Linked DNA regions of Mus musculus: region 1 is linked to region 2. The links are chromatin contacts, called in public Hi-C maps. All regions are on one chromosome and are shown on one strand. Each heading gives the region's core, a stretch centred on a gene start, on an enhancer-like site or on the middle of the called end of the contact. The rest is flanking DNA. Distances are from core to core; before and after follow the strand shown.

The links. Hi-C and Micro-C count contacts between places; a contact is called where the count stands out from the background.
Region 1: a Hi-C map of nephron progenitors shows a contact between it and region 2, with 2.2 times the contacts expected there. The contact joins two enhancer-like sites. A contact is called at or near these places in 1 of 15 datasets of contacts at CTCF or cohesin (the NIH/3T3 cell line), 4 of 484 Hi-C or Micro-C datasets (bone marrow-derived macrophages, embryonic fibroblasts, embryonic stem cells and 1 more), 11 of 115 datasets of contacts at active chromatin or transcription factors (cardiomyocytes, differentiating embryonic stem cells, embryonic basal ganglia and 3 more) and 3 of 9 other capture datasets (adipose tissue, liver and pancreatic islet).

What each region holds. Positions count from the first base shown.
Region 1 is chr2:59,770,772-59,776,491 of GRCm38.p6, reverse strand. It overlaps Tanc1 (tetratricopeptide repeat, ankyrin repeat and coiled-coil containing 1), which reads right to left. Exons shown (of 27, transcript NM_198294.3): 6 at 5,230-5,360; 7 at 3,953-4,139. Among named protein-coding and RNA genes, the nearest start is that of Wdsub1, 110 kb to the left of the region's middle. Within about 2 kb of position 4,106, at least 37 of the 459 cell types and tissues checked have an H3K27ac peak or open chromatin away from gene starts, as enhancers often do. A contact at or near this core is called in nephron progenitors, where this site is marked.
Region 2 is chr2:59,540,127-59,545,750 of GRCm38.p6, reverse strand. No RefSeq gene overlaps it. Among named protein-coding and RNA genes, the nearest start is that of Gm39831, 31 kb to the right of the region's middle. Within about 2 kb of position 1,355, at least 22 of the 459 cell types and tissues checked have an H3K27ac peak or open chromatin away from gene starts, as enhancers often do. A contact at or near this core is called in nephron progenitors, where this site is marked.

The DNA of each region.
Region 1 (5,720 bases), core at 2,857-5,356, 230 kb before region 2:
TTTAAAGCAAGTGACTGCAAGTTGTTTTTACAGTGACCGCTACATCTGGGGTTCACACTTAGCAGGTTTTCACACTGCAAATCTGAAAATCAGCATCCAGGTAATACCAACGGTTTCAGTAAGTTAAGAGCAGGCACCAGAAGAACTTTTCTTTAAAATAAATAAAGACACTCACAGAGAACGCAGTTAGTCCCAGCCGCTTAGCCAGTACTTCCACATGACAGAGTCACTGCGCTTCTAAAGACTTGAATGTCGGGAGAACCTGGACCTCTTGGATAAAGTGGGGCTTCCTTCTAGATGACATGAGAAGGGTGAAGAGGCACAGGGAAGTTCCTTAAGCCCTGGTCTCCCAGAGCAAGAATTGGAAGGTGGTCCAGTATGTTCTAACGGTCACTGGCCCCTTGCTAAACTGTGGAAACCCAATGCAGCCGGGGTACCTGTGGTATCTGAGGAAGCTGCCCGGGCATGTGGCAACACAAGCTACTCTCCCTGCATCTGCTGGGTGGAGTGATTTAGATTCAACACGATCAGCGTGCTGGAAATCGGCCTAAGAAGTAAGAGGAGACTGAGGAATTTCCAAGGACAGGTTGGCACTTTTTGAAATGTCCCCTAATGCCCTGACTAAACTGTGCTCAGAACACTGCTTTGAGCCTTTTGCTGCCCCAAGCACACAAAACCCAGGAGGCCTGGGCCTTTGCTATTCAATGCTGGCTCCCCCAGTTCAAGTGGCTACCCCTACTTAAAATGGAAAGTTAAAGAAAAGCTGGGTCCCCTCTCTTCCAGCCGTGTCTCATTGGAACTCAAAGCCTCTCCAACACATTCTACAAAGGCGCTGCCAGGGCTTCTGAGGTGGGAAACCAGAGTGTTTGACCTTTGTTTCCGCCCAGTCAGATCAAGGGGTTCTTAAATCTTTTACTTTCTTAAACACCTATGATGCCCAATAGCTGGGACCACAGGCTGCAGTTCATAAACTCAGCAAGTTCTTCAGAACACAGAAACACGTCCTACCCCGGCAATCACAGAGCCACAAATACAGCATCCATGCCTGTCAGCTCCAGCTTGGGAACCTGCACAGCCTGCAGAGATTGCAGCAGGAGAATGCTCCTCCCCTCTGGCCTCTTCAGACACCTGCAGCTCAAGTCAGCCTGGAGAGGAAATTCTTGCTTCTTTTCCTTCTCCTCCCTACCACACCTTGGCAACAGACTTTAGTGCCACAGGTCACAGAGGAGAGAGAACGGAGGCACACGGGTCACCAGCACAGCCTCTCTCACCTACCCAGGGCCTTGACCGATGCAGTGCAAGCCTGGTGCCCAGAAGCTGGGGTCTCCCATTCATCTCAAGAGACTGCTAAACCCCCCCCCCCTCACTTTCCCATTCTTATGTCAATTTATTCAGCTCTTCATGCTTAGCCAAGTTAAGGGAAAATATCGACCAAGGAGCACTGTTGATGACATAAATGGTCCTAAGAACTTAAGACACCGTGATAGTAAAAGTTTTAACAAACCTACTCAAAATAGGAATCTCAAGAAGTTCTTTATAAGGCAACTAGAAGGTGGCTGCTTCAGGGCCATTGCAGACTGGCAGCAATTCTCTCCTTAATATCGCCTTCCTGGTACTCGGCTCGGATCCCAGAGTTGGTAAAACACAGCTCTCATCCGTATGGAGCCAAAATGAAATAGTAAGTACACTGAAGGAGACCACCGTGGGCTGCGGGAGCATCGACCACAGAGTCTCATAGCAGAGATGGGGGAGATTACAAAAATCAAGTGTTAGTTAGGAGCTTCCTGGCAGTTTAGTCCTTCCCTGGCAGAGCAGAAAGCTAAGCCAGTGCCTTTGCTTCTTGTGTGTAAATGCTAGCAGGGGCTGGGGATGGAGCTTAGCTGTATTTTGCTTGGTTCACACATACTGAGCCTTAGTCTGATACCTTGTATTGCAAAACAAGTCGGTTTCAACATTCCAGCCCTGCACCTGAGCAAGGGAAAAGCAAATGGCAGATGGGTGGCTCTGCTCCTGAACACGCTTGCAGACGTCTGACCTCCAGCCTGAATGGCACCTTTAAAATCGAGACACACTCAACGCCAAGACTCAAGCTAACAGTAAAGATGAGAAGTCTGTCCCAAAAAGGTAGCAGTGGCCAAATCCTTGAAGGGAGATTAAATTCTCAGAAGGACATGGCATTTCAAGAGCTAAGGAAGTCTCGTGTGGCTACCACTGAATTAGCATCAAAGGTCTGTCCATGGAGGAGAGCACAGACACAGAGCACAAACAAAGCTGCTCCGCAGGAAGAGCTTGCTGAAATGAATTCACAAAGCAGAAGAGGTAGAGAAGATGAGAAAGCCAACTGGCTGGATCAGCTCAGGCAAAGGCCTTGAGGCTGGGAAATAAATAAATAAATAAATAAATAAATAAATAAATAAATAAGGATTTGCGGTAAGGCCTCCATTCATACAGAATTCCCCAAATCAGCTCAAACAACAATTTCAAGCTGCTGGAATGTCACTCGTGGCAATGGCGACCGTGTTCTAAGACCAGCTTGTAAGGACAGGTACCTGATTTTGAACATACTAGAAGTTAACCGATAGTTTAAGGGAATGACTATTATGTGTAGATTACATTTTTTTTTCCCGAGACAGGGTTTCTCTGTATAACCCTGGCTGTCCTGGAGCTCACTTTGTAGACCAGGCTGGCCTCAAACTCAGAAATCCACCTGCCTCTGCCTCCTGAGTGCTGGAATTAAAGGCGTGCACCACCACGCCCGGCGTAGATTACATTTTGAAACCGAAATGAGTGCAACATGAAACGGATCCGTAAGAGTTCGGTCCCACCGAGATCAGCCTCCTGGCTGTAGCTGGGTCCTCCCCAATACATGCAGAGATCTACAGCGGGACCCCAGTACTTTCACGGGTGTGGGGTTCAGGAGCATCTTCAAAGTCTGAACTGGATAAACGCATGATTTGGTTTTTAAATTATACTTGGATGAAAGCGCAAGTGACCAGAGAACACGGAGCTCAGAGGTCTATTTGACTACGTATTAATGTGACTATGGAGCTGATGAAAGATGGCACATAACGGCTCCTCAAAGACATGGCCATAGCCCAGCAAAGGGAAGGCCGGGAACTGTTCAGAAGAGGCCCACTGTGATATCAACATGATTGTACAGCAGAAGGCTCGAGTGACGCCTTTGGGTCCCACCCGACTGTACCCGTCTGCTGGTGGAAAGCAGACACCCTAGATCACTGCTCTGCCACCGCTGAGCACGCCTGCAGGATCATACGAACAATCAGTCCAGGCTGGGGTACGGAAATGAACACTCTCAGAGTCACTGGATTCTAATATCGCACAGGTCTACGGGCTAACGAATTAGCTGAAATCCTTGGTTTTCTAGACAAGGAAGTATGTGAAGGAGTTAATTCAATATTGCTCAAGCCCATTAGAATTCAGTCTTCAACTCAGCAGGACTGCATCTACCAGGAGGCCCAGGAAGGCTTTCTTAGAAAACCCTGGCCTCAAAACAGTGACCAGATCCCATTATAAGCAACATTCAGAGAACACAAGCCCCATAGGTCATCAGGCGGGAAAGCAACCTTGAGATCTGGTTGTGAAAACTGCTTTATTTGCAGGCATTTCATTACCCTGCTGTGGTGCCCTAAGGGGACCTAATGCAAAGGAATGAAGTGACCGGGAAGGTGGGAGGGGTTTTGTTTTTGTTTTTGTTTTAAGAAAAAAAAAAAGCATATGGGTGCAGTGATATAAAATAAACATCAAGGAATAGAGAAGCTAAAATTCATTCTCTTGGCTGCAGGCAGCCCCCGAGTTGTCAGCAGTAAGGGGGGCGGGGGGTGTGTCTACAGTTTGACCTTCACGGGCCACAAGGAACCCTCTCACGAGGTGGCTATAGTGCTCCGGCTGCCATGCATCGGGCCGTTACATTGCCAGGTAGTGTGCTTCTTACCTATAATTCCACTGTCCTTGCTTTCCAGGGTGGAACTGGGGCTGCTAATGGTCTCGCAGGGACTTTTGCTGGCTGCCGTCTTGCTGACACAGCTATTCAAGGTCGAGCAGGGGCTGTCGGTGCTGGGAGAGGCAGTGCTGCTTGTGAGTGTGGAACAAGGGCTGATGCCTTGACTCAGGGCTGTGCACTGCAAGGGGAAGGGAGGGAGGGAGGGAGAGAGGGAGGGAGGGGTTAACACGGCTTACACAGTATGTGTGCTTCAACACATGTTTTTGTTTTGGACGCCAAAATGATGAAACTTAAACACAAGACAAACGGAGACATTTTTTTTTAACTTCTGTAGCTAAATAGGGACAGACACGATTTTCCAAAATGCTTAAAAGAGATGTGTCTTTCTTTGTTCTGGTTGCCTCCTTTGAGGTTTCAACTAAAAGGGCAGTCTTAGCAATGCTTCAGTGGGAACACAAATTCATAAAACAGAGATGGCCAACAGGCAGACTTCCTTTCATTTAAAGCCTCAAGAAGACAAATGGGTTATTTGACCTCTGTGCGGGGAAACCTGGGGACCATGTTTCTATAATGTTTCACAAGCACGGCAGCCTGACTTTATTCCTCAAGATTTATAAGCTGTGTGTTCAGGAAAGGAGACTGGTGACCACTGCAGTCTCCATCAACGCCCTCCCCCGCCACCCTCCGCCCCAGCCATGCCTCCTCACAGAGACCCTGGGTGGAGGGAGGCAGAAGTCCCAACTCCTTGCACTGCTACTTGCACATTCACAGGTGGCGGGAGCCTGGTGGCTGGGTTCCCTGAGACGGAGTGCGTCTCCCTGAAGGGTGAGACATTTGATTCTCTCCCATTTTGTCTCTACCTCATCTCCTATCAATATTCTCTTCACCCCACTGACTTCCCCCTCACCCCCCATCCCAACAGCTGAGAGAGCACAGAAAACCACAGACCAAAGCAGTTCGTGAGAGTAACGGTGCTCTCAAGACAGAAGTACCCTTATTACAAGACGACATGTAGCTGATATTCTCTGGGCCATGGCTGTAAGGTTAATATGGACATTTTCTTAAGTTCTGATCCCTTCTGTTTGTCCTTAACAATTTCCACCACTATCCCCAGCTGAGACCCAGAAACTAACTGTTGTATTAAATTTCAAAACACAAGTGCCCAGAACTCATTTGACCAAACAGTAATGAGAGCCCCACTCTCCCACACGTGCCGGTAGGGTGCATGCTGAGCATGTAGGAAATGCAGCTTCTTCCTCTGGCATTACCATGGCTTCATTTTTGTCTTCAATGGTTATGTGTGTGGCGCTCGGGATCCCCTCTCCCAGTAGAAATCCCAGCCTTGTCAACAGTTCTTGAGCTGCTGGAGAGCAGCTCGGTTCATTATCAGCCTTCGCTTCTGGAACAAAGAAAGACAACAGTGAAGATTCCCGAATGGGGAGTTCTGGCTTCCGCATCTGGACGAGCCGGCACTCCAGCTGCCTGTCTGACGCTCTTATGCCCCCTTATAAGATGCACCAAGTTTGACGATGCTGCCCGTCCTCCAGCAGCAGAACGCTCTAATTAAGAGGCTGTGAAAGGTTGAGAAAAACAATCACAGAGAAACTCCAAATGCAAAAGGGGAAATATTTGATCTGAAAAAAGGAATATTTTCCATGTCATTATCTGATAGCATTCCAATTCCTACATCACGTGAAAAGGATACCACAGAGAAGGGTTTCTGCTTCACCTTATCCTCAGAGAGCACTCTGTCCAGTGC
Region 2 (5,624 bases), core at 106-2,605:
CACATACACATATATACACATACACACATACATATTTGTATGTATATATACTGGAGCACCCATGCATCCTGGATACCATTCTCTGATGTGGTGATATTTTCTCAGTTTCATATGGCTCTACTGAAGGCATGGGCAGTGGTGTATTAGACAGTCCTCCACTGAGTTGTTTATAATAATTTCCTTTTCATCCTATAGTTGGGAATCAAACCCAAGCATGTCTATTCTTTTAAAGAGAAACTTATTCTCTCTCTCTCTCTCTCTCTCTCTCTCTGAAGGTCTCTGGCTGGCCTAGAACTCACTACTAAGACCAGGCTGGCCTCGAACTCATAGTCTTTACTCTTGCCTCCGCATGCTGGCATTAAAGGCGAGTGCCCTCTTAGCCCCTCTCCCCGTCTGTCTTCCTGTTTCCCCCATTTATTTTTATGGCAGATGTCTCTTGCTTACATCCCTGCCCTTGCTTCTGATCTTTATCCACTGGGAGATTTTGTGATCTGCATTTCAGGCTCACTAACAGTTCATGGAGTTCGCTCTTCATAAGCTCCTCTTTTGATCATCGTTCACCCTCAGCTAATTTGCTCAAGTGAAGAGCGAAATCCCAGGAGGAGATTAGCAAGGAGGACACATTTGGCGCTCTCAGACAAAGTGTTACTCAACTTGATCCTTCTCTTCTCACTCAGAGGGACGTTTAGAATGGAGTAGTAAGTTCTTTGATATTTGATATTTAACAATCTCATTCTTTTGTTGTTTTCTTAGTTTTAAAGAGCTAGGCTGAAGTTAAACACTGATGTAAAAAAAAAAAAAGAAAAAAACCCCAGCAACTTTTCAATTGCTCAAGTAGAGGAAGGTAAGGCTGAAAAACAACCACAGCTTGCTTGCTGACCAGTTCTTAATTTAACCCCCATCTTATCTTTGGTATTTTGAGACCCTTTTAACTCTAGACACAGGCCTGGGGTGTGTTGTAGCTCAGTGGTGAGGTTACCTCCCGGGGGTGAGGGCGTGGCTTTGATCCCCAGCACCTGAAAAAAAGTTAAAACAAATCGAATACACTCACTTATTGTAACTTGTGGGTTGATCGTGTTTGGGAAGAGGCTCAGAACTCTTCCAGGCCCCCGCTCCTGGTTCACGTCTCCGGCACAGGTTATATTCAGCCTTGCCATCAACAGAGTCTGTGGTATTTTTCTTTCCTTGTTGTTTATTTAAAGAGCCACGGTGAAGCACATCCACAGGCCCACGATGTAAACCCTGCATGACTGCTTTGTTTGACTTAATGAAGATGTGCTTTGGACTCACCTCTTCCCTCAGGCCTCACCTCTGCCCCCGACAGAGTGTCAGACCCTGAAATTTATGGGCATTCTGACCTGCGGGGCCAGGAAGTGCATGGGACCGGAGAAGGGGGATAGGAGGGAGATTGGACCCCAGTGGGGGTCAGGGAGGCACATACCTGCGTCTCTTGTTTCCATAGAACAGTTTTTAAACTGCAGAGGTGGGCTATTCTGGAAATGATCTTAGCATGTGAATGTCTGTTTAAATGACTTCTCTTCCATATCATTTAATTGAATGGGGGAGGGGACTTGATACAATCAGAACACTTCTAGTAGCCGCACATGTCCAGGCAGACATGATGTTACAGTACATGATCTCTTTTAGGCTGAATTTTACTGCAAAATATTTTTTCTTTTTTTTTTTTAAGGACTAATCTTGCCGTCCCTGTTAAGCTACAAGGCAGAGAAGACTGAAAGAGGCCTTAGAGGAAAGCTCTGGATTTAAAAATATTTTTAAATGGTCTCATTGAGAAAATTTCTCAAATGAGAGTCACCCTCGAATGAATGAACGAGGGAGTGCTCTACCAAATTATGCGGACACAAAGAAGAGAAGCAGCCATTCTATCGGAACAAATGCAGCCCGCTTTGTTTGGGAGACGAATCATTCTTGCAGCCTGTTTGGAAATGTCACTTTTAAGTCAATGAGAGTTGTGTCCCTATAAGAGGGGATGTGAGACCCTATTATATTCATCAAGATGCTATGTTTTTGCCTCTGAATAGTTTCCACAGTGCATGGAAATTCCTGTTTGGGGGTGGGTGGGTAGGGACGTCCCTTTAATGTCCTAAACTGTTTTCAGGTTTTACAAAGTCCTTCAGTTGCCACGTTTAAAGGGCAGACATGACCACACTGGAATACAAGCCAGCCAGCTACAGAAGTTCTGGGGTTTTTTGTTTTTGTTTTGTTTGTTTGTTTTAGACGAGCTTTTTGAACCCTTAGCATGGTGAAAACAGAGTCCTTGGTTCGCTGGGGAGCTTGTCCTCCAGAAGCCATGCAGGGCTTACCGTTTTCTCTCGCTCTTGGGGATATTGTTACCTACTGTAGCTGGGTCCTTAATGGGGCTAACCAGAGCAGTGGTGTTGTCCAGCACATCAAGCGTTTAGAGGTCGGACGGAACTCAACTCCATGGGGAATGCAAGCCATTGCCAAGAAGTAACCTGATTGGCTGCCCATTAGTGCTTCCGGGCAGCAACAGTCATGTGACCCTCTTGCCTCTGTCCCCCAAAAGATCAGTAAGTTCACAAGGCCAATTTGCTTTGTTGAAAACAGTGGTCACTGTTTTAATTACTGTAAGAGACTGCAGGCTGGCTGGGCAGTGGTGGCGCACGCCTTTAATCCCAGCACTTGGGAGGCAGAGACAGGAGGATTTCTGGGTTCGAGGCCAGCCTGGGCAACACTTCAGCCCTACCAAACTCCTCAGACAGATCTAGTTAAACGTGAAGTAACGGATGAGGGGGGCATTTTTATATGAACTACACATGACTTTTTAAGAGACAAATGCCCTCTACAGAAACAGGAAGAAAGCTTGCATGGAATGGAGCCAGCCTTGCTTAAGGACAACTGAGATCCTGAGGGCAGAGAGCAGCGGAGGGAGAGGCAGACGCTTTCCTCTGGGAACTCGGTCCAGAAATGGATGAGGACCGACCTCTGGTACTCAGCCCCTTAGGAGAAACCTGGAGACTTTGATCCGACCGAAAGGTCTACCTCCAAAAGGAGAGCAAAAGGCATTGCTTGACAAAGATAAAACTCTCCACGCACCTTTTTTGGTATTCAATCTCTGTGAAACTTCAGAGCTTAATAAACTTTCAGTATGTGGCCAGTGTGGGAGTCAGAACCAGAAAATACATTTCATGTCCGTATTTCTCAGTGGGCCTTTAAGGTTAGCAATAGTGTAGATGCAGTTCCACATATTTTGGTCACAAATATAATAATATTATTATCATTTGTCATTGTAAAAAGAATATTAAGAATAGTACAGAAATATATGTTATGTTTTACTATGTGCCAGGCACTGCACTAAGTATGTGTACATTCATGCTTCAAGCAGTTGCCAAAGGATTGATCTTGCTAGATCTGTTTTACAAGTGAAAAAAACCTAAGCTGGAGGAGTTGCCCAAATTACCAAGATGTTTACCTTGGAGAAGGCAGTATTTGGATCTTGGCTGTATAAACTCTAATGTGTTCAGTTTTACTAAGGTGAACCCAGAGCATGTTCAATTTTAATTAAGTAGAGCAAGATCCACAGTTGAGCGGAGAGGCAGGTGGGAGAGATTACTTCCTGGTTAAAAGTTGCTCTTCCAGAGGGACCCTTTTGATTCCCAGCATACACGGTGACTCACAACTGTCCTTAATGCCAGTTCCAGGGGTTCCATCACCTCTTCTGGCCTCTGTGGACACCAGGCAGGTATGTGGTAAAGGCAAAATGTTCATCCACATTAGAAAGAGAAAGAAAGCGAGGGAGGGAAGTTAAAGAACATGAGTGTGGTTACAGCACCTTTAAAGGTCGATCAAGCTTAAACTCAGGCATGTTGAGCCTAGACTCACGGCAATTAATGTCTACGATATCACAAAGAACATACATATTTCTCACGGTGTTGAGAAAAAGCATTCCATGTTCACGTTGAGTTTTAAAAACACGAGGCCTGAACTGTTTTGTCTAAATTCTTCATTATAAGCAAGTGGTTTTTATCACCTTGAGATCCTCTCAAATCCAGGGCCACGGCGGATGCTTGCACCTTTGGTTGGTCTGTACTGCCCCCTAGTGGTTAGCGGAAAACACTATCATGCTGTCTGATGACAAAGCATCTTCAGATATTCCTTGTAAATCTGCAGAACAAACGTACGTGTGTGTGTGTGTGTGTGTGTGTGTGTGTGTGTGTGTGTGTGTGTGTGTGTGTGTGATTGCACTGGTGCTTTTAGTAAGATTTGTGTGAGAAAAATACACAAGGATTAGAAGTTATTTGGATATGAAGTGTTCTTATTTTCACTCATCTCAACAGTATGTGCAATGTAGAAATCCAGGCTATCATGTGTGCTCACATGCTTGCATGGGGAGGTGTGTTGCTGGAAACTCACACATTAAGTTTTCAATGATCCTTTGGCTAGGTTAACAAATACCCATGTTGGACCAGTTGTAGCTGAGACACTAGGCTTCAGCGTTGTTGCCCAGAGCTTGCCAAAGACTGCATGAAGGACTTTTGGAGAACACTGTTAACTCTGAGAAATCAGAGCATCAGGGGGTGGGTCACTCACAAAAGATGCTGCTCTACTGTGCCAGGAGAAAGAAATGCAGGCACATTTGAGTGGTTCTCCCCCCCACCCCCGCCCCAGCCAGAGACTCATTGCAATGGAAAGAGTCAGGTCCAGTCAAGACTTATTACCTCTTAGCCATTTGCCGTTTTTTTTTGCAAAAGAAAAACTTGGGACGTTTTAAGGAAACCCAGAAGGAATTTATGGTGAACTACCCAGAGAAGAGTCTTGAGTTTTGTTAGCTTTTTCTGTTTGTTTGACAGCTGCGTGCTGAAGTAGCAACAAGGAGAGTATTAGACCCTTGTCCTCATTGTGAAGTGAGACTTTTTATGAATCTGCCAACCTCAACCTGATGCTTAACCTTAACTAGTTTGGAATGCATTGCTTCGTTGGGAAGCTTTGCTTCAAAGTGAGTTAAATATGCTTCGCTGAGTGTGAATAAAGACAACCGTGCTTACCATCTGAAAGGTTTATTTGGGGCAAATCTTCTTTTTTTTTTTTTAAGGGAATGGAATTTGTATTTTATTTATTCTACACTTATCCAAATATAAAGATGAGCAATATATTTAATTATAATGTATAATGTACATGTGGCAAACCTTTTATAAAAAGTTGCAGTGCCTTTTGAACTGATTTTTTTTTTTAGAAATATGTTTTTCATTGGAATAGAATTACATTTTCCCCTCTCTGGCTCCTCCCATGTGTCCTTCCTCCAACCGTTTCCATGTCCCTCTCAAGGTGATAGCCTCTCTTTCTTTTATTATTACTGTTGTATATGTGTATATGTATGTATGTTTATGTACAAATATGTATAAATACAACTTGCTGCATCTGCTTTTATTGGTAGTGTGTATATGGTTTCAAGATTGACGACTCTGCTTTGGACAACCAATAAGGGGCCATATCCCTGGGAGAGGTTAATTTTTCTCTTCTTTTCCCACCATCTTTGTGTGTGTGCGTGTGTGTGTGTGTGTGTGTGTGTGTGTGTGTGTGTGTATGAGTGTGTGTGTGTGTGTGTGTGTGTGTATGTGTGTGTGTGTAGGGGGTGAGACACC